4 separate regions of the Mus musculus genome follow, and all the other regions are linked to region 1. A link is a contact called in public HiChIP or PLAC-seq and promoter capture Hi-C data. All regions are on one chromosome and are shown on one strand. Each heading gives the region's core, a stretch centred on a gene start, on an enhancer-like site or on the middle of the called end of the contact. The rest is flanking DNA. Distances are from core to core; before and after follow the strand shown. Region 1 holds the start of Ccl26 (chemokine (C-C motif) ligand 26). Region 2 holds the start of Dnajc30 (DnaJ heat shock protein family (Hsp40) member C30). Region 3 holds the start of Ssc4d (scavenger receptor cysteine rich family, 4 domains). Region 4 holds the start of Hspb1 (heat shock protein 1).

Evidence for each region. Promoter capture Hi-C pulls out the DNA fragments that hold promoters and counts their contacts. HiChIP or PLAC-seq counts read pairs in DNA pulled down with a chosen protein or histone mark. Capture Hi-C pulls out chosen DNA fragments and counts their contacts.
Region 2: a contact with region 1 is called in an HNF4G HiChIP or PLAC-seq map of pancreatic cancer cells. The contact joins the promoter of Dnajc30 here to the promoter of Ccl26 in region 1. A contact is called at or near these places in 2 of 115 datasets of contacts at active chromatin or transcription factors (microglia and pancreatic cancer cells).
Region 3: a contact with region 1 is called in a promoter capture Hi-C map of pancreatic islet. The contact joins the promoter of Ssc4d here to the promoter of Ccl26 in region 1. A contact is called at or near these places in 4 of 39 promoter capture datasets (cranial neural crest, liver and maxillary cranial neural crest), 1 of 115 datasets of contacts at active chromatin or transcription factors (pancreatic cancer cells) and 1 of 9 other capture datasets (pancreatic islet).
Region 4: a promoter capture Hi-C map of liver shows a contact between it and region 1, with 3 times the contacts expected there. The contact joins the promoter of Hspb1 here to the promoter of Ccl26 in region 1. A contact is called at or near these places in 5 of 39 promoter capture datasets (the 3T3-L1 cell line, the HPC-7 cell line, cranial neural crest and 2 more), 1 of 115 datasets of contacts at active chromatin or transcription factors (pancreatic cancer cells) and 1 of 9 other capture datasets (adipose tissue).

What each region holds. Positions count from the first base shown.
Region 1 is chr5:135,560,418-135,566,958 of GRCm38.p6, reverse strand. It overlaps Ccl26 (chemokine (C-C motif) ligand 26), which reads left to right and starts at 3,390. Exons shown (of 3, transcript NM_001013412.2): 1 at 3,390-3,459; 2 at 3,548-3,662; 3 at 6,415-6,511. The coding sequence starts at 3,390. The coding sequence ends at 6,511.
Region 2 is chr5:135,060,373-135,066,913 of GRCm38.p6, reverse strand. Dnajc30 (DnaJ heat shock protein family (Hsp40) member C30) reads right to left here and starts at 2,708. Exons shown (of 1, transcript NM_025362.3): 1 at 1,549-2,708. The coding sequence starts at 2,663. The coding sequence ends at 2,004. Bud23 (BUD23, rRNA methyltransferase and ribosome maturation factor) reads left to right here and starts at 1,955. Exons shown (of 13, transcript NM_025375.4): 1 at 1,955-2,390; 2 at 2,739-2,900; 3 at 2,993-3,030; 4 at 5,570-5,665; 5 at 5,759-5,841; 6 at 6,084-6,180. The coding sequence starts at 2,853.
Region 3 is chr5:135,971,171-135,977,711 of GRCm38.p6, reverse strand. Ssc4d (scavenger receptor cysteine rich family, 4 domains) reads left to right here and starts at 3,236. Exons shown (of 11, transcript NM_001160366.1): 1 at 3,236-3,450.
Region 4 is chr5:135,885,189-135,891,729 of GRCm38.p6, reverse strand. It overlaps Hspb1 (heat shock protein 1), which reads right to left and starts at 3,811. Exons shown (of 3, transcript NM_013560.2): 1 at 3,296-3,811; 2 at 2,618-2,681; 3 at 2,167-2,489. The coding sequence starts at 3,671. The coding sequence ends at 2,300.

The DNA of each region.
Region 1 (6,541 bases), core at 2,141-4,640:
TGAAGAGTCATAAGAACCTTGAAACAGCTGGGCATGGTGGCACACGCCTGTAATCCCAACACTTGGGAGGCAGAGGCAGGCAGATTTCTGAGTTCGAGGCCAGCCTGGTCTACAAAGTGAGTTCCAGGACAGCCAGAGCTACACAGAGAGACCCTGTCTCAAAAACAAACAAACAAAAAAGAACCTTGGAACAAAGACTTTCTTTAACATTTTAAAAGTATTTTTATTTTATGTATATGTCTATAAGCATATGCGTGTGTGGGTCAGTGCTCACAGAGGCCAGAAGAGGACTTCAGATCTCCTGGCCATTATAAGCTACCCCATGTGGTTGCTGGGAGCCAAAAGGGTCCCGCTGCAAGAGCACCAAACACTCTCAACTGTCGAGCCATCTCTCCAGCCCCCAAAGTTTGTCTTTAGCTAGCTAGACCTAGTAATATGCGGCTGTAATTCTATTATATGCAAGGCTGAAGTCCAATCTGGGTTACATAGCAAAAGCATATTGAAAAAAATTAAGTGTATGGACTGGGCTGCCCTTGCCTCTGTTCTGTGCTTAAAAGTAAGATTCTGCCCCACGCCATGCCCTGCTCATGTATTTGAATGCAGGGAACCTGGCTGCTGTGGCTGGGAAGATTTATGAAGTCTGTGAAACCTTGGAAAGGTAGGGCTTAACTGTAAGGAGAAGGTCAATAAAGGGTAGACCTTCCAGCTCCTGGTGGGGAACCACTTCCTCTCCTGTCTTTGCATTTTGACATGGTTATGTTTGCCTGTCTACACAGATGGAAAGTTTCCTGGGACTCAGAAACCCAGGAACCACACAGCTCTGAGGTGGGACAGTGTCCTAAAGGAATGGTATCCTGAGACACAGAGGCCCAGGAACCACACAGCTCTGAAAGGAAGCCTCCTCAGCAGAGGTGTTGCAGCTCCCGGGGAGGGGGATCCTCAGCTACCCTAAGGACTCAGGACCCTCGGCCCTGCTCCTGCTCTTTGCTTCTTCCCTTCTTCTCCTTATTGCTTCCTGTCTTCTTTTGATGAGAGAGTCACACCAGGCAACAAATCTCATAAAAGAGATTTGTTAGAGTGTCCAGGCAGAGGAGGGATAAACCCAGAGTGGCTGCCTATGCTCCCAGGAAGGAGCAGCCAACAGCTGGGAATTGGACAAAGTACAGTGCTTAGATAGGGATGCTTGGGATGCTGAGCTTTCAAAGATGGAGACTTCCAGGGTGAGGACTGATGGGATTTCAGGGCATAAGCTTGGGGGAGCTCAGGGATTGGTGGGCTTTCCTGTTCAGGGATTGGTGGGCTTCTGTGGGAAGATCGGGGATTGGTGCCTTTTGTTCAGAGTTTTCACCTAATTAGCATAATCTGGGGAGGCTCCTGTTGAGGGGCTATAGATGACCTTTGTGACAGTTACAGAAGCTGGACAGTTAGAGAGGTCTAGGAGAGGGACCTGGCTGCTAGATCTGGTGGGGGTAAGGGTGACCACATTCTAGACTTGAGGGTTTACAAAGTTTAGAAAGTATACAAAGTTTACAAAGAAGTTCAAGGCAAGGCAAGCCTTCCTTGCTCTTAAGTGGCATGAATAAGCAACAGGTTCTGAGCACCTACTGCTTCTCCAGAGGACTCAAGTCCAGTTTCTAGAACCCACCTCAGGAGGCTTACAACTTCCTATAACTCTATCTCCAGGGGATCTGACTCCTACTTCTGGTCTCCACAACACGCTCACATACACATACTTGCAAGTAGAAATAAAAGTAAAAATTAATGAAAAAGCCAGGTATGGTGGGGCACACCTTTAATCTCGGCACTCAGGACGCAGAGACACATAGATCTCTGTGAGTTTGAGACCAGCAGGGTCTACATGGTAAGTTCTAGGCTAGCAAAAGGTATGTAGTGAAGTCCTATCTCAAAAACTAAAATGACTCCTTAGAGTTCTTGTTTCTAAATATAGGCACATTGAAGATTAATGCTCCAATACGTGAACTTAGGGGAAAGAGAACACACTTCAGTCTGTAACATGAGAGCCATAAGGAAGGGAACCTGGACAAATGAGCTAGTCTATTCCAGTCTCGTGACCATGACAACAGAAGAATTTTAGAAGGGTATCCATGGTAGCAGAAGTTCAAATGGCTAGCCAGACCTTGAGAAGCACCCCAGATGGAAGGGGGGTTCTGGATCGTCCATACAAATGTAACCAGATCCCAGCCAGCAACCTGGAGGGTATGGAGCAGAGACTTTAACCATAGGAGAAGCGGGCAGCTGAACAGGACCCAGAGGGGTTGAGATGAAGGATATGCTGGAGTGCGAGGCTCTGGGTTGGATCTCCTCCACCAAGACAGGAGAATGAAAGTCTTGGACAGAGCACTGTGCACGCATACTGAGAAGGTAGATTACAGCAGAAGCCTGATTATGGACACACCCCTTACATGGAGGGATCCTGGTGTTTCATAAAAGAAAGTCAACAATGACTAACCATGGAGGAAGACAGTCCTAGACAGAGCCATAGTGAAACACTGGACTCTGGGCACACGTGTAACCCTAGTTCTTGGGAGGGAGAAGCAGGGAGATTGCCGTTTAAAAGTCACCCTGAAAGGCAATGAGATCCTAGCTCAAAAATTCAAAGGCTGTACTGGAGAGATGGCTCAGCAGGCAACGGCACCTGCAGCCAAGCCAGATGACCCGAGTTCAATTTCCAAGACTCACAGGATGGGAAGAGAGAATAGACTCTTCAAATTGTCCTCTGACGCGTGCGCGCGCGCGCACACACACACACACACACACACACACACACACAGTCCTTACGCATGCTCACACATGCTGACCCCCCCAACCCCGACAACAAACACATAAATAAGTTATTTTTCAAATCAAATGCAGGGATGTGGTTTAGTGATAGAATGCTTGCCTAGAATTTGTCAGGGATGGACTGGGGCAGGGGTACAGTTACCCATCTAGCCCAGTAAGAGGCTGGTTAGCATGGCTCAATAACAGAGCACAGACTGAGCACCAGGCATCAGTGCATCTCTCTCTGCTTCCTGACTGGATGCAATGACATCAGCCGCCGCATACTTTGCCGCTGTGGACTTCTTATCATGAACTGTGCCCTCAAACCATGAGCCAAGACAGTCCCCTCTCTGTAAACTGCCTTTGTCAGCTGTTTCATTATGACAACAGGGAAAGTAATACAGAAACCGTCTATAAAATATAGGACATGAGCCAGGTGATGGTGGCACACACCTTTAATCCCAGCACTCAGGAAGCGCTTCATGTCCTCCTCTGACCTCTGCCTACTCATGCCCTCATGCACTCACAGAGTCATGCACCACACACAGACACACACACACACACACAGACACACAACTACTTTGTTTTCAACCTTAAGTTTCTCTAGAATGTTCTTCGATTTGGGTCTCCTTGTTCTCCTGGCCATCTTCCTCAGTGTCCAGCTTGGTGTTGCCACATGTATGTAGCTGGTTCTCCTTCCCCTTCCCCCTGAAGCTCCTCCTGTCTGACAAGACCATCCCACGGCCCTTCCTCTGCCTGTTTTTAGGTGGGAGCAGCATCGCTATGTCCTGCTGCCCTAATTTCAGCTACTATGTGATCCCATGGAGCTGGGTGTACAGCTATAAGTTCACCGACAAGAGCTGCACCAGTGACGGTGTGATGTGAGTGTTTCTCAGTCCAGCTTCATCGGCCACATCATTGAGCAAGGGACTGGTGGGTTGATGCCCTCAGTGACAGACTGGGCCTCAAGATGGGAATCTGGAAAGAGGGTATCTGTTTTACTGCTGGTCTCTAGGATAAAATGCATTGATGAAAGGATCATAAGGGAGAAATTCCAGGTTATAGTCTGTTCTAGTTTGCTTCCTGTTACTATGGTAAATACTATGCCCAAAAGCAACTTGAGGAGGAGAAGGTTATTTTGGGTCGCACTCCATCACTGAGGGAAGTCAGATCTCAAGGCAAAATTGGAAGAAGAGAACATTAAAGGATGCTGCTTACTGGGTTTGATCCTGTAGCATGGGCTCTGCTAGCATTCTTGTATAGTTCAGGCCTAGGGATGGTGCTGCCTAGAGTTGGCTGGGCCCGCCCACATCAATCATCAATGAAGACAAGTCTTCAGAGACATGGCCACGGGCCAGTCTTATTGAGGCAATTCTTTGAGGTTTTTTCAGATGACCCCAGTCTAGGTCTATATTGACAGCTAAGAAGACACAATCCACCATTGCTGGGGGAAGTCAACGTAGCAAGATCTTGAAGCAGCTAGTCATATTATATTCACAGTCAAGAGCACAGAACAATGAATTGATTCACTGCAATACAGCTCAGCTTGATTTCTCTACTCTTAGTTCAGAGTTCCCTACCTAAAGAATGGTGACGCTCATGGTGGGCAAGTCCACTTCAATTAATATACTCAAAATAGCCCTCACAGACATGTCCACAGGCCAACTGAATCTAGACAATTTTTTATCAAGATATCCTTTCCAGATTATTTTAGTTTTTTAAGTTTACAATTAAAAGTAACCACCACAGTAGGTAAGAGCCCAGTCTCTGCACAAATACATGTGCCTTTGGGGTAGTTAAGACTCTGACTTTCAAACTATATAGCAGGCCCTGCTCTAAAAGCTGGGTATAAAATTAAGAGTGCAGCCAAGTGGTGATGGCACACACCTTTAATCCCAGCACTTGGGAGGCAGATGCAGGCAAATCTCGAGTTCGAGGCCAGTCTACTAACCTAGTTCCATAACAGCCACTGGTACAATGAGAAACCCTGTCTTGATTAAATAATAATAATATTAATAATAATACCAAGAGCTGAATATGTTGGTGCAAACCTGTAACCCCTGTAGTCAACAGGCTGAGGTGGAGAATCATGAGTTTGAGGCTTGACATGGCTACATGGTAAGACCTTGATTTAATAAAAAGAAGCATGGTAGAATTGTGAGTTTGGTGAGATGGCCCAGTAGATAAAAGTATCTTGCACCAAGCCTAATCACTTGAGTTTGGCATCCTGGTTCCACATGATGGAGAGAGAAAGCTGATTCCCTGCAAACATTCCTCTGACATCCATATATGCACTAAATAAAGTAAGTTTGTTTTCCTCTCTCTACAATAAATAAATAATATGTAATCTAAATGTATAAAAAGATAACTGTGTGACATATTACTGTGGGGCTCTTTCTGTCCTTTAAAATTCATTGTGCAGAACTGTTGTGTAATCCAGTGGTAAAGCATTTATTAAACAATAAGAAGGCCTGGGTTAGCCAGGCGGTGGTGGTGCACGCCTTTAATCCCAGCACTTGGGAGGCAGAGGCAGGCGAATTTCTGAGTCGAGGCCAGCCTGGTCTACATAGTGAGTTCCAGGACAGCCAGGGCTATGCAGAGAAACCCTGTCTCAACAAAACAAAACAAAACAAAACAAAACAAAACAAAACAAAACAAAACCAAAAAAAAAAAGAAGAAGAAGAAGCTCTAGATTATACTCTTAGCATATATACATGTAAAAGATTAAAATGGCTTGGGCAACAGTTCTCTAATCTATAAATATACTGAAGTCTATTAATCAAGTATTCACATTTAAAGTTTATTTTTCCATTTGCTTTCTTAGGGATTGAACCTAAAGCTTTTACATGTTAGGCAAATGTACTACCACTGAGCCACGCCCTCAGCCCCTCCCTGGGGGATTCTAGGCAGGGGCTCTACCACTGAGCCACGCCCCCAGCCCCTCCCTGGGGGATTCTAGGCAGGGGCTCTACCACTGAGCCACGCCCTCAGCCCCTCCCTGGGGGATTCTAGGCAGGGGCTCAACCACTGAGCCACACCCCCAGCCCCTCACTGGGGGATTCTAGGCAGGGGCTCTACCACTGAGCCACGCCCTCAGCCCCTCACTGGGGGATTCTAGGCAGGGGCTCTACCACTGAGCCACGCCCTCAGCCCCTCCCTGGGGGATTCTAGGCAGGGGCTCAACCACTGAGCCACGCCCCCAGCCCCTCCCTGGGGGATTCTAGGCAGGGGCTCTACCACTGAGCCACGCCCCCAGCCCCTCCCTGGGGGATTCTAGGCTGTACTGCTGAGTATTATTATTTATAACCATGTCAAATATGTGCTTCACAGAGTGGGTGAATTATGGCTCAATAAAGCTGTTACACTGAAACAAAACTATCACAATACAGATTACTGCCTGACAACTAACTAAACCTTCTGAGACATGATTCCTTGGGAATGTGGGCTTGAGGGTGTGTGGATTCTGGGGGAGATAGAAAGGGGAAGCAGGCTTAACAGGAGTTGTGACAGGAATGGGGTGTAGTGGTTGTGTTGGATAGGGGACGACCCTAATCAGAAGTCCACCCAACCTCCTCTTTCATAAGCTTCATAAGCCATGGATGTCAAAATTCACTTCATATCTCTTTTCTGCAGATTCTTTACAAAAACAGGTAAGCAATTCTGTGTCCAGCCAGGGGCCAAATGGGTGCAGAGATTCATCTCTCTGGTGAACACCAGGAACCATTTGTGACCCTGCTGAATTTTCAGCTCAAGGACTGTT
Region 2 (6,541 bases), core at 1,459-3,958, 500 kb after region 1:
GTGGAGCACCCTGCCCAGGTTCTACCTTCCTTGAGACAGGGTCTCACTGTATAGCCTGGGCTGGCCTTAAGCTGGAGAACTTCCTGCCTCAGCCTGCCACATGCTGGGATTATACAGACGCTGTCACATCCTGTCTCGAATCATACTGGAACGGTGACAGAGGCCAAAGGTGCACCATGTGGATGACCTGCCAGAATGTGGGAAGGAGGAAGGAAGGAAGGGATCAGAGTGTATCAACACCATGATAGGATTTTACCCATTTCCCACTTTAGCAGTCTGGCAAGAGAGCGCCAGATACATGCATCTTTGCCTGTCATCTTCCTGATTGAGCCTCATGTCTGCTGCTCACTCGGCCTTCCTATACATCTGCACTCATCTCTTCAGCCCCACCTTCCCCTGCGGGGGTGGGGGGTGGGGGGTGGGGGGTGGGGGCTGCTCTCCAAGGTAGGACTAATGTCCATTGCCAGGACAGAAAACCCTGTAAAATCTTGGGAGATGGGAAGCATACAATGTTACCAAGTGAACCACTTTCTGGCAGTTCTCCTGAAAGCCTCCTTTATCCCTGTGGGTCTGTGGCCCATGCTTGCGGTCCTAGCCCTCAGGACACTGAGGCAGGGGATGGAAAGTTCTAGGCTAGTCTGTGATACAAAGTTGATATTGTTTCCAAAATGTGCCAAGATCACAGTGCCATGAAGCCTGGTTTATGTGGTGCTGGGGTGGAACTCAGGGATTTGTGCATTCAAGGCATGTATCCGATCCACTGGGCTACAGCCTGAGCTCTGAGGTGGTGCTGGAGTCTCTTGGCTTTGCACACGGCCCCTGTGTGTCACTTTGTATCCTTTTAAAGACAGATCTTGCTAAGTGATTGGTCACAAACCCCCAGACTCAGCCTCCCTGGATTAGAGACCTACCCTTGGTCTATACCTTGACCAGTGAGCCTACTGCTTCTTCTAGGCTCAGATTACTCACACAGTCCAGGAGCCTCACTAGAGGGATTTGACTTAGGGCGCTTGTGATCAGCACCATAGATGAGAGGACCACACTCAAGAACTCAACCTCCAAGTCTTGTCACAGTTAACAGGCTGCACACTTAGCAATGCAAGCAGCTAGCGAAAGAAAGACCAAGGACAGGCATGCAAGCTGCCCCAAGATGAACTTGGCTCCAGTAACACCACCCTACACCACCACTGTGGAGAAAAATATGAAGGACAAATCATATCCTTCTGCTGTTAGGTTCACACAGCACCCAAGGGCACTCCCTAGACACAGAACTGCATTCCTTACCCTCAAGCCTTTGTTTTTTTTTTTTTTTTTTCTCACTTCCACACAACAGAAATGGTGTGGTACAGAACTGAGGGGAAAAAATTGGCAATCTTTGACTCTTTTTCTTAGTGGGGAAGGAGGACACAAAAGATAACAGAGTTGGGGCCTAAACCCTGTGCCTTTTGTTGCTAGCATTCTCTCACAGAGCTACATCCCCAGCGTCTGCTGGATCTTTGATCAAGTCTCACCTGTGGCTTGGGGTAACACAGAAAAACAAATTTCACTCGAGTCCCCAAGAATTAAATCTTTTTGGCATCGGACAACCAGTCGTATTGCACAGTTCAGCAGTTACAGGGGAAACACCACCTATTATACAGACATGTGGCAGGGGACAGGGCAAATCTTGCTCAGGGCTTCTGGTTAAAACCGCAGCAAGTGTTCTGGGAGTTGGCAACTGAAGGTAACTTCTAGAAATGAACAGGCACCCAGGGGACTCTGGAAAGCACTTAAATTTCTGGTCTTCACAGGAATCTTTATCCGGGGGCCTCTTTCTTGGCCACTGAAAAGCGTCTTTTTCTGGACCAAAGGAGAGGGATGTGTTGATCACTGGCCAGGCTGGAGGGTGTGAGGAGGGTCAAGAGAACACCACTAGAGGAAGTCAAGTCAATCGCAGACCAATGGTTCAAAGGTCTAGAAAGGAAGGTTGCTTGGGCTGGATCCCTTCCCCTCCTTTTCTCCGATTAAATACGAAAGCCAACAAAGACGAAGATAAGGAAAAGGACGACAAAGAAAGTGGCGTCTCGTGTATCGTCCCAGCTGGTCCCCTTGTTGGCCTGGTTCTCCTGCTTTTTGCGAAGGGCTTCCCTCCGGGCGCGCAAACGCCGTTCTCTCTCTAGCTGCTCTCCGTAGTGCGCCTGGTAGAAGGCGTCAAAGTCGAACATGGTGCGACCGTCGCCGGGAGAAGCCCTAGAGCCACCGGGAGCCCGAGGGGTGTAGGGAGGAGGGCGAGGAGGAGCGGGATCGGCCACGGGCGTCTTAGAGGGCTTGACGCCAGGTCCGCGCAGGTCCTGGTCGCTGAGCAAACCTCGGTCATACTTGCGCCGGAGGATGGTGCTGCCCAAGACCAGGTAAGCTTCGGAGACGCGCGTGAAGCGCTCGGCGGCCTCGGCGCTCCCGGGGTTGCGATCCGGATGGTAGAGGAAGCTCTGCCGGTAGTACGCCGCTTTGATCTGTGCTTGCGTGGCCGTGGAGGGGACGCCCAGCAGCTCATAGAGGGCGGTGCGGGAGTAAGTCCTCCCTCGCGAGCACAAACCCGTGGCGGAACTCGGAGGCAACCCCCGGACCTGCCACCATCTCCATAGCGGTGACAGGGTCCACCCCAGGCAGCGCGCGGCCGCCATGTTGTGGCTGGGAGGGGGCGGCGCCGAGGCAGCCAATGGAGGCCTCGAATCCTGAGCGGCGTCCCCACCTTCTAGCCAATCAAATAAAAGGAAAGGCGGGGGAAAAGGTCCGCCTGAGGCGGGCGCAGATTGATGACGTCAAAGCGTCGCGCTAGTGCTCGCCGGTCCCAGCGTTGCCATACCATCGAGATGGCATCTCGTAGCCGGAGACCCGAACACAGCGGACCGCCGGAGCTGGTGAGAGCCCCGCCAGGTCTTGGTCTTTTTCTAGAATGACTGCTTTTGGATTCTTCCCTTAAAACTCCCATGTGTTTTTCTCTTCTCAACAGTTTTATGACCAGAATGAAGCCCGGAAATACGTTCGCAAGTGAGGAGAGCATGGCTGTTGAGCGGCATCGCGGGGGTCGGGATCGGCGAGTCGCCCCGATTATGGGCGTCCCTTGGAAAGCATGTAGAATTTGGGAGTGTGTGTGAGTGTGTGTGTGTGTGTGTGTGTGTGTGTGTGTGTGTGGGTCTGCGTACATGCAGTTCTGCCACCGGTAAAGGGAACTTGAAGCCATTGAGCTCCTGGAAAGATCTTGCTACCTCAGTGTGGGTATATTCATCTCCAGTTTACCCTGGGTCGTTTGACAATGTGTTTTAAATATGTGGTAAAGTAAGCAATAGTTAGAAGATATGATAAGGTACTGTCATACTGCATAAGTGGTCTGTCACTGAGCGATACTTCCTGCCCCTCGCTTGGGGATTCTAAGTAGACATTTTACTTTTGAGGCACACCCCTAGCCATTCACTGGATGATTCTGAAAAGCACTCTACCATTAGGCTACACCCCCGGAAGGAATCAGTACTATTAGAGAGAGGACATACTCATTGTGGGTTTATTGTGATCTTTATTTAAATGCATGATTGCACTGAGTTGTCATGTCAACCATTGACATAAATAATATCTGAATCCTCTACATGGTAGCTTATTTGGTTTTGTTTGTTTGTTTGAAACCTGGTCTCATATTGCCCAGAGTATTCTTGAACTTGCTATGTAGTGGAGGTGATTGAATTCCAGACCCTCTTGTCTCTACCTTACTAGTGGTAAAATTGCAGACATGGTCCCGCACGTATGGCTGTATGGAACACTCTTCTGTGGGGCTGTTTACCTTGATTTTTGGGAAGACCAGGTGTGGCCATTCTCTGTTCAGTATGGCAGTCAGTAGCTAGCTATTAAAACTGTAAGTCAAAATGGCCTAATGTGAAGAAATGAGCACACATACACACAACACACACACACACACACAACACATTCACAATTTTATACTGATTATGTACTGAAATGTCATTTTGAGTATATTGGCCTAAAAGTCATTCTTTAGTAACTCTAGAGTTAAGTAAGTTGATTATAGTTTATTTTGCTAATTTTTTTGAGATATGGCCACATTATCATATAAGGCTGGCCTTCTGCCGTCTGCATATGGGGATTCCAGACATGCACAGCTATGCTCTACTGTACTCTGATTTACTGTCTCTTCCCCATTCTTCCTGGCTATCCTTCAACTCACAGAGATGAGTTTGGTTCTGTGGAGACATGGACCTCGTGCTGGCATTATACTGTGTTTTCTCAGGGTCGACGCTGTAAGGTTTCCATTTTCTGGTACCGGGGGTGGGATGTATGGCCAGGCACTCACCGTTGACTCCTGAGGCGAATCTTGCTGCTTTTTGGAGGTACTAGGGATTGAACTTAGGGCCTCTTGTGTGGTAGGCAAGTGCTCTACCACCGAGCCACAGCCTAACGTTTGTTGTCCGTTGCTGGTCCTTGTATGTGAAAGGAAGTATGGAAGGTGACTCTGAGAGAAGACACTCCTAAGGAGTAAAGCGGGAAGGCCCAGTCGAGTTGTAGGTGGTCCCTGACTCGTCACTTGCTGCGTGATTGGTCCTATTCCTGCCAGCTCTGCTGGAGAGATGGATCAGCAGTTAGGAGCACTGACTGCTCTTCCAAAGGACTTGGGTTCAGTTTCTAGCACCCAGATGACTGCTCACAACCATCTCTAACTCCAAGATCTGACATCCTTACATAGACATACATGCAGGCAAAACAATGTACTGTATGCATTTATATATGTATACGCACACTCACAAACACACATTTTAATAAAATATGTGCACAATAAAATGACATGCACCTCTATCAAGTGGACTTTTGGGACTACTTTACTGGTGGTTTTTTTTTTTGTTGTTGTTGTTGGTTTTGTTTTTGTTTTTTAGATGTATTTATTTTATGTATATGAGTACACTGTAGCTGTCTTCAGACACACCAGAAGAGGGCATCGGATCCCCATTACAGATGGTTGTGAGCCACCATGTGGTTGCTGGGAATTGAACTCAGGACCTCTGGAAGAGCAACTGGAGCTCTTAACCACTGAGCCATCTCTCCAGCCCCCACTGGTGGTGTTTTGAGACAGGGTCTTGCCCAGGTTGGCCTTAAACTCTTAGTCTTGCCTCAGCTGTTTGAGTACAGAAATTTGTGGAAGCATCCATGCCCATCACAGGACTGCATTTGAGTTTGTTGATTTCAAGTTAGAATTGTAAGTTTAAAATTGTTAGGCAAGAGCTAGCCAGATAGCTCAGAGGGTAAAGCTTTATGACTTGAGTTCAATCCCTAGAAATTCCTGTTGGAAGAAGAGAACCAGATTGAGCAATTTGGCCTCTGATCTTGTGCTTGTGCATGTGCGTGCGCGCGCACACACACACACACACACACACACACACACACACACACATTAAATGAAGTAAAAAGAATTTAAGGTAGAAAGAGTCCCTCTAACTGATTATTGCTTCTTTATTTTCCTGACTCTTTTGGTCTAGGAGAAATATGACCCAGAATTCCATAACTGCTCCTGTGTTTTTCTCCTTCCCAGCTCACGGATGATTGACATCCAGACCAAGATGACTGAGCGAGCGCTGGAGCTCCTCTGTTTACCAGAGGGTCAGCCTTCTTACCTGTTAGACATTGGGTGAGGTCCTGGGGCCCCAGGTCTAATTGTCTGGGTCAGGGTGGAGGGTTTCTGTGGTTCGGCAATGTGGGCCTCAATGGGTCGTTTCTTCAGCTGCGGTTCTGGGCTGAGTGGAGATTATATCTCAGAAGAGGGACACTACTGGGTGGGCATTGACATCAGCCCTGCCATGTTGGGTAAGTGTGTGTGCCTTGCCTCCTACCAAGATCACCAACCCCTTTTGTGAGGAGCTGCTGAAATGGTTATTTGCTTGTTTGAGATAAGGTCTCGCCATATAGCCCAGGCTAGTCCCTAACTTGGGACACGCCTGCCCCAGCCTCCCTGTTACTGAGGTCACAAGCCTGCCCACCACACCTGTCTGCATCAGCTGTACCCGTACTTTGTAGCTGTACTCATACTTTGTTTTCCTCCAATGTAGATGCCGCCTTGGACCGAGATACAGAGGGGGACCTGCTGCTAGGGGACATGGGCCAGGGCGTCCCTTTCAGACCGGGCTCTTTTGATGGCTGCATCAGGTGACAATCTTTACCTTCCACTTTTACTTTCATAGATCAGCGTTTCTTAAACCTGGCTGTATAGCAGTCATCACACCACATTTAAACATTTACATGTTCTGGGGAGCTGGCTCAGTGATCACTGGAGCGTTTTACCAAGCCTGGCAAACCTGCATTTCATACACAGAATACACATGGTGGAGAGAAAGAAGAATCTTTTTTTTTTTTAAGATTTATTTATTATTTATATGCAAGTACACTGTCGCTGTTTTCAGACACACCAGTAGAGGGCGTCAGATGTCATTATAGATGGTTGTGAGCCACCATGTGGTTGCTGGGAATTGAACTCAGGACCATCATAAGAATAGTCAGTGCTCTTAAT
Region 3 (6,541 bases), core at 1,987-4,486, 410 kb before region 1:
TAGGCCTCAACATTTTTTTCTGGTGGATATATTTACATAAACTATTTGGGGAGGGGGAATGACAGGGTCTTACTGTGTATCCTAGGCTGGCCTCAAAATCAGAAGCCTCCCACTGCTGCCTCTGAGGTGCACACACTAGGGAGGCAGAGGCAGGTGAATTTCTGTTAGTTAGGGTTACATGGTGAGACTCTATCTCAAAAACAAACAAACAAACAAACAAACAAATGAATACATAAAACTCCAAAACTCAGGAGGCAGAGGCAGGTGGATCTCTGTAAGTCTGAGGCCAATTCCAGGCCAGCCAGAGTCACATAGTGAGATCCTGTCTCAAACAAACTGCAGGATCTTCCTGCCTCTGCTTTGAGTGCTATCATTCTAGACAGGCTATTGCCCTACCCAGCTTTGATTTCTTATTTTATTTTTGAGACACTGGGGGTGCAATCAAGGGCCTTGTGCAGGCTTTGGTTTTAACATGGCTTGGCACAATTATCAAAGAACAAACGATTCACCTGAGTACATCCTTGGGTCAGTGCTCCCTCCACTCATGGGGCGTAAGCAATGAGCCCTGGTTAGGCAGAGGCAGCTGTGTGAGCCAAGATGGAGAAAGACGCTCAGGTGGGCCTGCAGAAATGCCCAGGTCCTGGGAGATGAGCCTCGAAGGCTGGTGAGGCGGGCCAGGCAGGACCCTGAGGGTGCCAGGCTAAGCCGCTGGCCATGGCGCGTGAGAGTATTAACTTGCTGAAGCTGATACATGATACATGATACATGGTACATGGTACATGGTACATGGTACATGATACATGGTCAGCACTGGGAGGGAGGAGGGATGGACGCCTATCAGAGGCAGCTGTCGACAGTGTTGTGATCATAAAAGGAGAAAGAGCTATCAAGATATGTTCTGTCTGGGTGTGGGGAAAGGGGGTGTCTCAGCGGGCCCATGCCAAGGCATCCCTTCCCCCTGAGAGACCAGCCACAGGACTGTATAATATAGAATAGAGTTTATTCAGAGCATGGGGAGGGGAGTTAAGAGGGTAGCAGAGGGAGAGAAAGGCAGAGAGAAGGAGAGAGCAGAGAAGTAGAGGCCGGCCATGACCACATGGAGAGAAGGGGTGAGGGAATGGGGAGAGAGGGGGAGGAGGAGTAAGGAAGGGGGCAAGAGAGGGAGGAGGGGGCAAACATCCCCTCTTACAGTGTGCCAGGCCTACCTGCCTGCTGCCAGGCAACTGTGCGGGTGGGGTCCAGACAGATAGCACCTCTCCTGGCAGGAATTACAGAAGGGCTAATGGTTCTTAGGAGTCAGGGCCTGGGCTTGGGAGCCTGCCCTTGGCAGGCTTGTTACCCAAGGCTGTGTTTGATGGCTGTGCTGGGAACAGAAAGAGAAGGGCTGGATATGTACGATCAGAGTTAACCTGTGTTTCGAACTCACATCCCCATTCCTCCCTGAACTGGGGTAACCTGCCTACCAGGGGGGAAAGCCAGAGATTTGTAAGGCCTGGGGGTGACACACTCCTGAAACACGGCGCTTGGGGGACTGAAGCAGGAGGATTGTATTTGAAGCCAGCTTTGGTTATGAAGTAAGAGGGAGTCTGGCAAAAATAAACAAGAGCAGCTGATGGGATGACTCAGCAGATGACTCAGCAGATAAAAGTGCTGTCCTCAGAGTCTGAGGGTCTGGGTTCATCCCTGGAATCCACACAAAGGGGAAGGAAGACTGGAGAGGTAGCTCAGAGATCATGAGCACTTCTGGCTTCTCTAGAGGTCCAGAGTTCGGTTCCCAGCACCCATATCGGGTGGCTTACAAACCATCTGTAACTCCAGCTACAGGGGATTTGACCTCTCCGGGCCTCCTCAAACCTCCGTTTGCACATGGAATACACTAACACACACACACACACACACACACACACACACACGTACACATTAATAACCCTTTAAAGAAAAATATCTGGGTAGTGGTGGTGGCAGCGGGTAGCATGCACCTCTAATCCCAGCACTTGGAGGCAGAGGCAGGTGGATCTGTGTTTGAGGCTAGCCTGGTCTACCGAGTGAGTTCCAGGACAGCCAGGGCTACACAGAGAAAGGAGTCAGTAGTTAGAAGGTTTGATGATCCTAGAAGACCTTAGTCTGGTTCCCAGCACCCACAGGGCATCTCACAACCATTTGTAACTCCAGTCTCAGCAGACAAGACACACATAAACTTATGCATGTACATATACATAAATAAAATATACAGGGAGGGTTAGAGAGATGGCTCAGTGGTTAGAGAAATTGTTGCTATTGCAGAGGACCCAGGTTCTATTCCTAGTGCGTACAGGGCAGCTCACAACTGTCTGCAGTCAGACTCAGGAGCGCCAACGCCCTCCTCTCACCTCCAAAGGCATGAGGCCTGAATGCGATACACAGGCATATATGCAAGCAAAACACTCACAACTGGGGGAAAGTTTTAATTCTAACAAGATTTTGTTCTTCTTGGTGTTTTATTTTTGTTTTGTTTTGTTTTTGAGACAGAGTCTCTATATAGCCTTGGCTGTCCTGGCATTCACTATGTAGATCAGGCTGGCCTCAAACTCACAAAAGATCCACTTGCCTCTGCCTCTCTCTTTTTTTTTTAATATTTATTTATTTATTATATGTCAGTACACTGTAGCTGTCTTAGACACTCCAGAAGAGGCATCCAATCTTGTTACGGATGGTTGTGAGCCACCATGTGGTTGCTGGGATTTGAACTCAGGACCTTTGGGAGAGCAGCCCGTGCTCTTAACCCCTGAGCCATCTCACCAGCCCCTGCCTCTGCCTCTCAAGTGCTGGGATTAAAGGAGTGCTGCACCAAGCCTGGATTTTCGATATTCTGTGGAGTCTGGGGGTTGAACTGAATTTGCCAGGCCTGCGCAGCCATCAACTTCACCCTCTGAGCCACCTGACTTATGCCGATCCTGATAATTCCCCCCTCCCCCACCTTCACCTCTTTATGCTGCGAGAGGGTCTCACTAGGTAGCTGGGGATAACCTTGATCTCGCACTGTAACCCAGGCTGCTTCTCCATCACCAGTGTCTGATGCTCGGCTGTCCTGCACAGGGGTGAGGAACCACTCGGGCTTCTCTGCAACCTGAGCCCAGAGGGGGAGAGATGGCAGGAGGAGGGGCACCTGGCCTCCTAGCTCCTCCTCTTCCTCGGTGCCCTTCCTCCGGGGCTGCTCACCACACTGCGGACCACTTCCACTGTCCCTTAGCCTCTCTGCCCCCAAGGTCAGGTGGGGACAGGCTGGGGCCACCGGCAGCTCCATGGCCAAGGACACTGCCTCTTCTCTCCTTCTAGCTACGGAAAGAAAAGAAGAAAAGTCTGTGCTGATCTGTATCTCGGGGGCCCTTCCCCCTCCTAAAGTCCCTGGAGCAGAGGCAGTGATTGAAACTTGGATTATCTGGAGGGAAAGAACCCAGAACATCCCTACAGGTATGAATGCTTCAGTTGTGTGTGTGTGTGTGTGTGTGTGTGTGTGTGTGTTCTCTCTGTGTAATAACAATTTCCTTTGAAAACCTCCAGAGCCCTTTCTTTAAAAAAAAAAAAATTCTTAATATTGCATTTATTTATTTATGTGTGTGCAGGCATGCACAAGTGACAGTCACAGGGCAACTTGCAAGAGTGTTTTGCCTTCTGACATTTGGGTCCCAGGAATTGAACTTAGGTCATCAGACTTGGCAGCAGTCACCTTTACCTGCTGAGCCAACTCATTGACTACTTCCTGAGACCCCTCTGTTTCATTCTATGACTTCATAGCCACAATTTCACTCAGCCCATCAACAAACATTTTCTGAACATCATATGCCACGTACAACTATTGAATGAGATCTGGCTCTTGTCTTGGAGGTCAGACGGGGGCAGTCATAGCAATAGCTAAGCACATTAGAGCGGGCCAGACACTGGGGAAACCTTTTATAAACATTACCCATTTAATATGGCAACAAGTATAAGGGAAAGAATATGGGACCCTTTTGCCAATAAGAACAAAGGCTTCACAGCTCCTAATCACCTGCCCCACCGGGGCTAAAAGGAATTCTGAGAACATTCAAGAACCCTGGATCAGAAGTTAAGAACACCTACTGCTCTTTCAGAGGACCAGGGTCTGATTCCCAGCAATCAAATGGCGACTTACAGAGCTCTATAACTCTAGTCCAGTGACCTCTTCTGGCCTCCCGAGACACCAGGTACATATATGCTGCCTATATACACCTGCAGGCAAGACACCCGTACTCATAAAACAAGAAAACACATTTTTAAAAAGACCCCTGCAAGACAGATGTGACGTGGCAAGTGCCTTTAATCCTAGCATTCAGGGGTGGAAACGGAAGGGTCGATCTGAGTTCAAGGTCGTCTTTGGCTACTTAAGAGTTTGAAACCATCTCTCAAAAAAAAAACAAACAAACAAGCCATGGCCATTTAGGACAGGGATGAAGCAACCTCTATTGCTGTCCCTGAGAATAGGACAGGAATGAAGTATACGCGCTGAAGGCTGTGGGGCTGAGGCCTTATTCCCTGAGCATGGTGAAAAGAGTCCAGCTAGCTGTCTGGGGTGTGAGTCCCACAGGGGAGAGTGGCTTTCTCTCCAGCTCCTAGGCCGCGGAAGCAAATACCATAGTTACTGGTGAAGCTTTCTGGCAGGGGCCTTGGAGAATAGCCACCGCTCAGGGAGGGAAGGGAACTGGCCGGGGGCGGGGGGACCCTTAGAAGTGGGTGGCCTGGGAGCCCTGGGAAGGCCCAGGAAACTATCCCCACCAGAAAAGATTGGCTGGTAGCTGCCATCCTTCTTACAGTTCTCGGTTCCCGTGTCCCAGCTGTCCCCAGTCAGGGCAGGAGGAACACAAAAGATGATTATTCTGCTGGGGGCTATCCTGGGCTTCCATGAATGGCGCGTTGAAAACCTCGTGTCCACATCCGGATCTGTTTTCACCTCTCTGCCCGAATGCACTGTCTGCATGCCAGAGTGGAGTCAAAAGCCAGGGAGAGATTCTCCAGGGAGGGGCATGATGGCCCTGGGCACCTCGGACTCCAGGGATCCCACACCGGACCATTTTTCCTCTACCGATTCCTACCATGCAAACCCCCACGGTGGCTGGGAGGCAGGTGCCTGCTTCTCTTCTCCAGCCCACGCAAGCCGGGTCCTGCCCACTTAGCCCGCCAGCCTTCTTCCGCATCTGTGCTTCTGGCCTGACTCTCACTATCTGGAGTCCTGAGAGTCCGGTCAGCTTTTGAAACAGCCTCCATCTGCCCCCTGCCCCAACTCTCAACACCAGATTCACACTCTTGCTGAAGGCCGCAATGAGAGGGACACCTGTGTGCGCGACCATCTGGGTGCTGAGAGCACACACTACGTAAACTTTCACTGAGAGTCACAGGTAGAGATATTTTTCTCATCTCTGTAGTCTAGGCTGATTTCAATCTTGCAATGCAGCTGAGGATGACCTCGAACTCTTTTTTAAAAAACGATTTGTTTATCTATTTAATCTGTATGAGTGGTGTGTATGTGCACAGTATGTGCCCTGTGCCCCTGGTACCTATGGTGGTCAGAATCGCAAATCAGCTCCTCAAGAACTGGAAGTAGGGGTGGTTCTGTGTCACCACGTGAGTGCTGGGAACAAACCTGGGTCCTCGCAGGAAGTGGTCTTCAGCCTGACCTTGAACTCTTGATCTTCCTGGCTCTACTGTGTGTGTGTGTGTGTGTGTGTGTGTGTGTCTGTGTGTGTGTGTGTGTGTGTAAGAGAGAGAGAGAGTGCAGGCATGCACACACCACACATATAACGCACATGGGAGGCTGAGGTTGATGTCCGATGTCTTCCATAATCATTCTCTGTGCCTTATTTTTTGAGACAGAATCGGCAGAGGCAGAGGCAGAGGCAGAGGCAGATCTCATCTCTTAGTTCAAGCCCAGCCTGGTTGACATAGCCAGTTCTAGGACAAGGCAGAGCTGTATAGTAAAACTTTATTCAACAAAGTAAAACAAACAAACAAAAATCCCCCAAAAGAGCCGGGCGTGGTGGCGCACGCCTTTAATCCCAGCACTCGGGAGGCAGAGGCAGGCAGATTTCTGAGTTCGAGGCCAGCCTGGTCTACAAAGTGAGTTCTAGGACAGCCAGGGCTATATAGAGAAACCATGTCTGGAAAAACTAAAACAAAACAAAACAACAACAAAAAAAATCCCCCAAAAGTAGGAAGGTAAGTAGTTAACTAAGTTATTAGGGTGCTTGCTGATCTTGCAGGAGGCCCTGGGTTTGATTCACAACATAAAATGGGGCATAGTTCTATGTAACCTGGGCACTCAGGAGGTATAGGCAAAAGGGTCACAAGATCACACTTGACTTTATAACAAACTAGAGGCTAACCTGGGCTACATGAACCAGTCTAAACAACAAAAGAAGCAGCCATGTTGCTGGGTAGAGCATTTGCTTAGCATGTATGAATCCCTCGGTCAAAGTAAGTCCCACCACCATACCCAAGCCCACACAGACACACACACCAATACCCTGACACTCCCATGTGTACAGACACC
Region 4 (6,541 bases), core at 2,562-5,061, 320 kb before region 1:
GATTTGCGGAGCTTGGATTCAGGTCATCAGGCTCAGCAGTAAGAGCCTTTCCATGCCAAACCATCTTGTCAGAGACAGGTCTTACCATGTAGCTCAGGCTAGCTTGGAGTACTGAATCGTCCTGCCTCTAACTTCCGAGTACTAGGATTACAGAGCTGTACTGTCATACCTAGCTGCATTCCTGCAATTTTTAAAAAAGACTTTTAAAAGATTTTTATGTATATGTTATGTGTGCACCTGCATGCTTGCCTTTGGAGGCCAGAGGTATAAACTCCCCTGGAGCTGGAGTCACAGGAGGTTGTGAAGCCAGCTATGTGGGAGCTGAGATCTGAACTCAGATCCTCCGAAAGATCAGTCCGTGTTCCTAACCATTGAGCCACCCATCCAGAGTCAACCCCTTAGACTCTGGGTCACTAGGCTCCAAAGCCCCCTGGGGTCCCTCAGCTCCCTCCCTGGGCCTCCTGGGGGATGATGGATGGACAAGGCAGAGCACACAAGGGTGGAGCTAAAGCTTGTGTAATTGCTTTGAGTGAGGCTGAGGCTAGTCAAGGCAAGCTCTCTAGAGCAGGCGGATGCTGTGATCTCTGTCAGTCTTGACCGAGATGTCAACACCAATCCTCCTTCTCTGTCCATTACTGAGAGTCCACATTCCGTTCTGCAGGTGTCTGTGGGTGGGGTTGACAGGGGCAACACCCCAGGAAGCTACCTTGAATTGCCACATCTCCTGTACCTTCTCTACAATACTCCTCCTCCTCCACACCTGGCCTCTGGACAATGCTGTTTTTAATAGTATTTTAAATTTGTATTTGTTTATTTTGTGGTATTGATAGAGTTTCAAAACAGTTGGGTTTGGAATGTGCTATATAGCCAAGGCTGTCCTTCAACTCCTGATCTTGCAACCTAATGCCTCCTAAATGCTGGGAGTACAGGTGTGAACTAGGGCATAAACTGAGGGTCCCGGCACGAGATGTATAAAGTAAGGCATGACCCATGCAAGGCACGGCTGAGGAGAAAGATTTTATTGTAGATATAGGGGGAGGAGACCAGCCAGAGGCAGCTGGAAGAGTCCAGAGCAGGGAGAGAAATTAGCAGATTGGCCACGGCCTGTGGACTGGACCCGCCCATGAGGTAGGGGTGAGGGGGAGCAAGAGAGAGAGTGAGGCAGAGTGTGGACAGACCAAGGGAGGAAAGAGGGTGTACAGTCAACTAGGAAGGTTAAAGAGAGGCTAGGGAGGGAAGCTGCGCTGAGGTTAGTGTAGGGGGTGGGAGAGGAGCTGGGCTAATACGGAGGAAGCCTGGAGGCTAGCCTGCACTTTGATATGCTAGTAGGGACAGTGGAGAAGTAAATTTCTCTGTTCATAGAGAACAGGACCAGAGGCTGGGAGAGAGGGGGTTGCTTTGGATCTGACTGGCTCTTGATCCTTTTTTTTTTTTTTTTTTTACTCTTAAGATATTTTCATGTGAAAAAAAAAAAAAGATGTTTTCATGTGTCCCAGGCTGGCCTCAAACTAGCCATGTAGCCCAGGATAACCTTGAACTCCTTTCTGATCCTTTCTCCACTTCTGGAGGGCGCCACCATACCCAGTTTATCCAATGCGGGGGATCAAACATTACTTCACGGATGCCATGCAAACCCTCTACTGAGCTTCTGTTTTGTTTTGCTCTTCTGTTTGTTTTTGAGACAGCAAGTACATGTGTGGCCCAGGCACTCATAGAACTCACCCTGTAGCCCAGGCTGGCTTCAAATTCACACTGCTTTTGCATCCGTTTTTGGATACTGGAATTACAGGAGATGTAATTATACCATCATTATACCCAGCCTGGTAAACTTTTTTTTTTTTTTAAGATTTATTTATTTATTATTATATGTACGTATACCGTAACTGCCTTCAGATGCACCAGAAGAGGGTGTCAGACCTCATCACGGGTGGTTGTGAGCCACCATGTGGTTGCTGGGATTTGAACTCAGGACCTTCGGAAGAGCAGTCAGTGCTCTTACCCGCTGAGCCACCTTTCCAGCCCCCCTGGTAAACTTTTAATCTCCAGGTTATCTCTTTTCCCACAGGAAGGGCCTGAGCCCATAGTGAGCACTTAGCAAAGACCCCAAAGGGTGTTCCAATTTAGCACACCCATCCCTAGCCCACCATAATAACTCTGGAGTCAGACGGTGGTGAGCAGTAGCTTGCAACTTTTATTTGAGAAAAACAGCAGGTAAATGTATGTATCAAAAGAGCGCACAGATTGACAGAGAGGGGTGGCCAGCAATGGCTATGGGAGATAGGCAGCAGGCTGATGGCTTCTACTTGGCTCCAGACTGTTCAGACTTCCCAGCTTCTGGGCCCCCAATTTGGGCGCGGGCCTCGAAAGTAACCGGAATGGTGATCTCCGCTGACTGCGTGACTGCTTTGGGCAACGGAGCCTCCACGGTAAGTGTGCCCTCAGGGGATAGGGAAGAGGACACTAGGGTGGGGTCCACACCTGGAGGGAGCCTGGACACACAGAAAATCAGGGCAAGGGTTACACATCCCTCCTGACCCGGGGCTCTTCGCCCTCCGCCCTGGGTCCGCTCCCCCTCCCCCCCACCTCCCCGCCCTCCATGCAAGGAATCAGAACTCACGTGTATTTCCGGGTGAAGCACCGAGAGATGTAGCCATGTTCGTCCTGCCTTTCTTCGTGCTTGCCTGTGGGTGGGGACAGAAGGTCAGAAGCAGCCCTCTGCTGTCCTAGCTAAGGAGTGGCTGGGACCCCCCAGGGAGGCAAACAAACCCGAGTGCGGCGGGGTGCCTGACTGTCTGGAATCTTAAAACTTTCCAGAAACTTCCCTTCTGAGATTTGGGATGCGAAGGGCTTGGCTCTGACCCAGACTTGGATACCAGGGTAGGTATACTCAAAGCCTCTGCGGCTGGGTCTAGGGACCCTGATCCTGCCGCTTGCTTATTTGGGAATGAGGTCTTCCAGAAGGTGTGTTGGGTCTTCCTTCATTTTGTTTCTGTGCTGCGGGTGGAACGCAAAGCCTCAAGGCCTCCCGGCAGGCCAGGCGAAGCTCTACCCTGAGCTACATCCCCAGCTGTTGGTCCATATCATCGAAGATGACAGAGCTTTTAAGAGCAACCTGCACCCCGCGTTCCGGGGCAAGAGAAGCAGGCAAAGGAGAATGATGCGGGCTCCGGGTCCCTAGGTTCATTTCTAACTTCTCAGGGTTCTATTCCTCAGGGTTTCAGCCCCCACCCTCAGCCCCCCAGCCACCACTCTCGCCTCGGCAGCTTCGTCCCCTCTGGGCACAAGGGAAACTCACCAGTGATCTCCACCACGCCTTCCTTGGTCTTCACTGTGAGCTCCTCCGGAGCGAAGTGGTTGACGTCCAGGGACACGCGCCAGCGATCAGCCGTCTGTCGGATCTCCGAGACCCCGCTGCTGAGCTGTCGGTTGAGCGCTCGGCTGAAGGCTGGTGCGGCCAGGGTCACCGCCGCGGGGCCCTCGGCGGTCGCGGCGGGCAGCGGGCGCACGTATCCGGGCCACCCAGCGGCGCTGAACCACTGCGACCACTCATCGGGCAACCGGGGCACCCCGAAAGCTTGATCGAAGAGGCGGCTGTGTGCAGGGTACCAGTCCCGGAATGGTTCCCAGCTCGGGCTCCGCAGCAGCGAGAAGGGCACGCGGCGCTCGGTCATGTTCTTGGCTGGTCAAGGCTGAGGATCTAGAAGCACTGGGCTGAGGATCCGAGAAGTGCCGGACTGGAGCCCCAGCGTGCTTTTATGTGTGCCCAGCCGGGTATTTTTAGCAGGCGGTGCTTCAGGTCTCTATTAATGGCAATGACCGTCTCAGGGGCCGCCCCTCGCCGCCCCTCCCCTCTGCATTCCTCCCCCTAAGCTTGCAAAGGGGGCGGGCAGGCGGGGCCAGGAAGGTTCTGCCCCCATCTGGAAACTTCTCTTGTTGAAGAAAACAAATGACGGCGTAATACCGGTAGCTGGAGCGATTCCCACTGTCGGGTTTAGGACACTGCTGGCTGAAGGGCGGTGGCCTGGGGCCAGCCCCATTTTTTATTGAGAATAACCAGGAGAGGTTAGGTCTTTTGTGTCGCAACTGGGAAGCAACTGAACCTGGTCTGAACCAGAAGGAGGCCCGTGGGAACACACATGTCATGGCACACCTGTGGAGGTCTCATGACACCGGCAAGATAGCTGTCTTCTATAGTGTATCTCCTGGGGAGCAAAGGCTTCGTGGCAGGCGCCTTAGTGTTCACTGAGTATCTTTCTGACCCAGAAACTGACTTTCTTTCTTCTTTCTCTCTTTCTCTCTCCTCTCTCCTCTCTCTCTCTCTCTCTCTCTCTCTCTCTCTCTCTCTCTGAAGTAGGATTTTTCTTTTTTTATTTTGATGCTTTTTTTTTGTTTTGTTTTGCTTTGCTTTTTTTTTTTTTTTTTTTTTTTTTTTTCTGAAGACAATGTTTCTCTGCATAGCCCTGGTTGTCCTGGAACTCACTTTGTAGACCAGGCTGGCCTCGAATTCAGAAACCCGCCTGCCTCTGCCTCCCAAGTGCTGGGATTAAAGGTGTGCATCACCACCGCTGGGCTATTTGATGCTTTTTTTTTTTTTTTTTTTTTTGGTTTTTCGAGACAGGGTTTCTCTGTATAGCCCTGGCTGTCCTGGAATTCACTTTGTAGACCAGGCTGGCCTCGAACTCAGAAATCCACCTGCCCGTGCCTCCGGAGTGCTGGGATTAAAGGCGTGCCCCACCACACCCGGCCGCTTTTTTTTTTTATTATATATATATATATATATATATATATATATATATATATATATATAATGTGTATCAGTGTTTTGCCTACATGAATGTCTGTGTGAGAGTGTTAGATCTTGAGTTACAGAGAGTATCAGAAATTGGAATGCCAGGTGGGTGCTAGAATTTGAACCTGGATACTTGTACTGGCTGGTTTAGTGTCAAATTGATACAAGCTGGAGTTATCACAGAGAAAGGAGCCTCCTTTGAGGAAATACCTCCATGAGATCCAGCTATAAGGCATTTTCTCAATTAGAGATCGGGGGGGGGGGGGCATTGTGGGTGGAGCCATTCTTGGGCTGGTAGTCTTGGTTCTATAAGAGAGCAAGCTGGGCCAGGTGGTGGTGGTGCACGACTTTAATCCCAGCACTTGGGAGGCAGAGGCAGGTGGGTTTCTGAGTTCGAGGCCAGCCTGGTCTACAGAGTGAGTTCCAGGACAGCCAGGGCTATACAGAGAAACACTGTCTAGAAAAGACCCCCCCCCAAAAAAAAAGAGAGAGAGAGAAAGAGAGCGAGAGAACAAGCTGAGCAAGCCAGGGGAAGCAAGCCAGTGAGAAACATCCCTCCATGGCCTCTGCATCAGCTCCTGCTTTCTGACCTGCTTAATTCCAGTCCTGACTTCCTTTGGTGATGAACAGCAATGTGGAAAGTGTCCGCTGAATAAACCCTTTCCTCCCCAACTTGCTTCTTGGTTATGATGTTTGTGCAGGAATAGAAATCCTGACTAAGACAGTACTATAGGAAGGGCAGGCAGTGCCTCTAACCATTAGACCATCTCTCAGGAGACATCGAACCTGGAACCTGCAAGCTGGATGAGTAGGTATCCCCTAGTATCCTCCTGGTTCTGCAACTGCCCCACCCCAGCGCTTGCTCGGACAGGAGGCACAGGCCACACTCAGCTCTTTTTTGGTTTTGTTTTCTGTGTGGTTGTGGCTGTTCTAGAACTCTTTAGACTAAGCTGGCCTGGATCTCACAGATTGGCCTGCCTCTTCCTCCAGAGAGCCCGGCTTAAAGGCAAGCAGCATCACATGGGGCCACCCTCAGTTTTTATGTGGGTTGCTGTGTGTTAAGTACAAAAGAAACTGGGGTCAAAGGGCTATCTGTGGTGTCTATTAGCATACCAAAGAGCACCCTGGCCTGGGGGCTCATGGCAATAGGAATACTCTTCTCAGCCCTTCTCACCCTGTCCCTTACCCCAAACTTCTCCAGCTCTTGGGGCTCCCCTCTCCCAGCTTCTCATCCCTGTATGTGCTCTCTTGGTCCTCTCTTCCTCATCCCTCTCTCTTGGTCCTCTCTCCCTCATCTCTCTCTTGGTTCTCTCTCTCTCTCTCACATCCCTCTCTCTTGGTTTTCTTTGCCTCATCTCTCTTTGCTTTGTTTGTTTTTTGTTTTTTTGAGACAGGATTTCTCTGTATAGCCCCTGCTGTCCTGGAACTCACTCTGTAGACCAGGCTGGCCTCGAACTCAGAAATCCGCCTGCCTCTGCCTCCCGAGTGCTGGGGTTAAATGCGTGTGCCACCACCACCCGGCTCTCTCTCAACTATTGTCCATGCCCAATCTGCCCGCCATATCAGTTCTGGACTCTTGCAGATGCCCCCGGCTGTACTCTCTCATCATGTCCTCGGTTTATACACTGCGGACCCAAACTCAGTCCCCATGCTTGCGCAGTCAGTTCTTTATCCACTTTGGGATCTTCCGAGGCCCTTGTTTGTTTTGTTTTCTGTTCCTTTGGTTTTGTCCTTTGTTTGATTGTTTGTTTT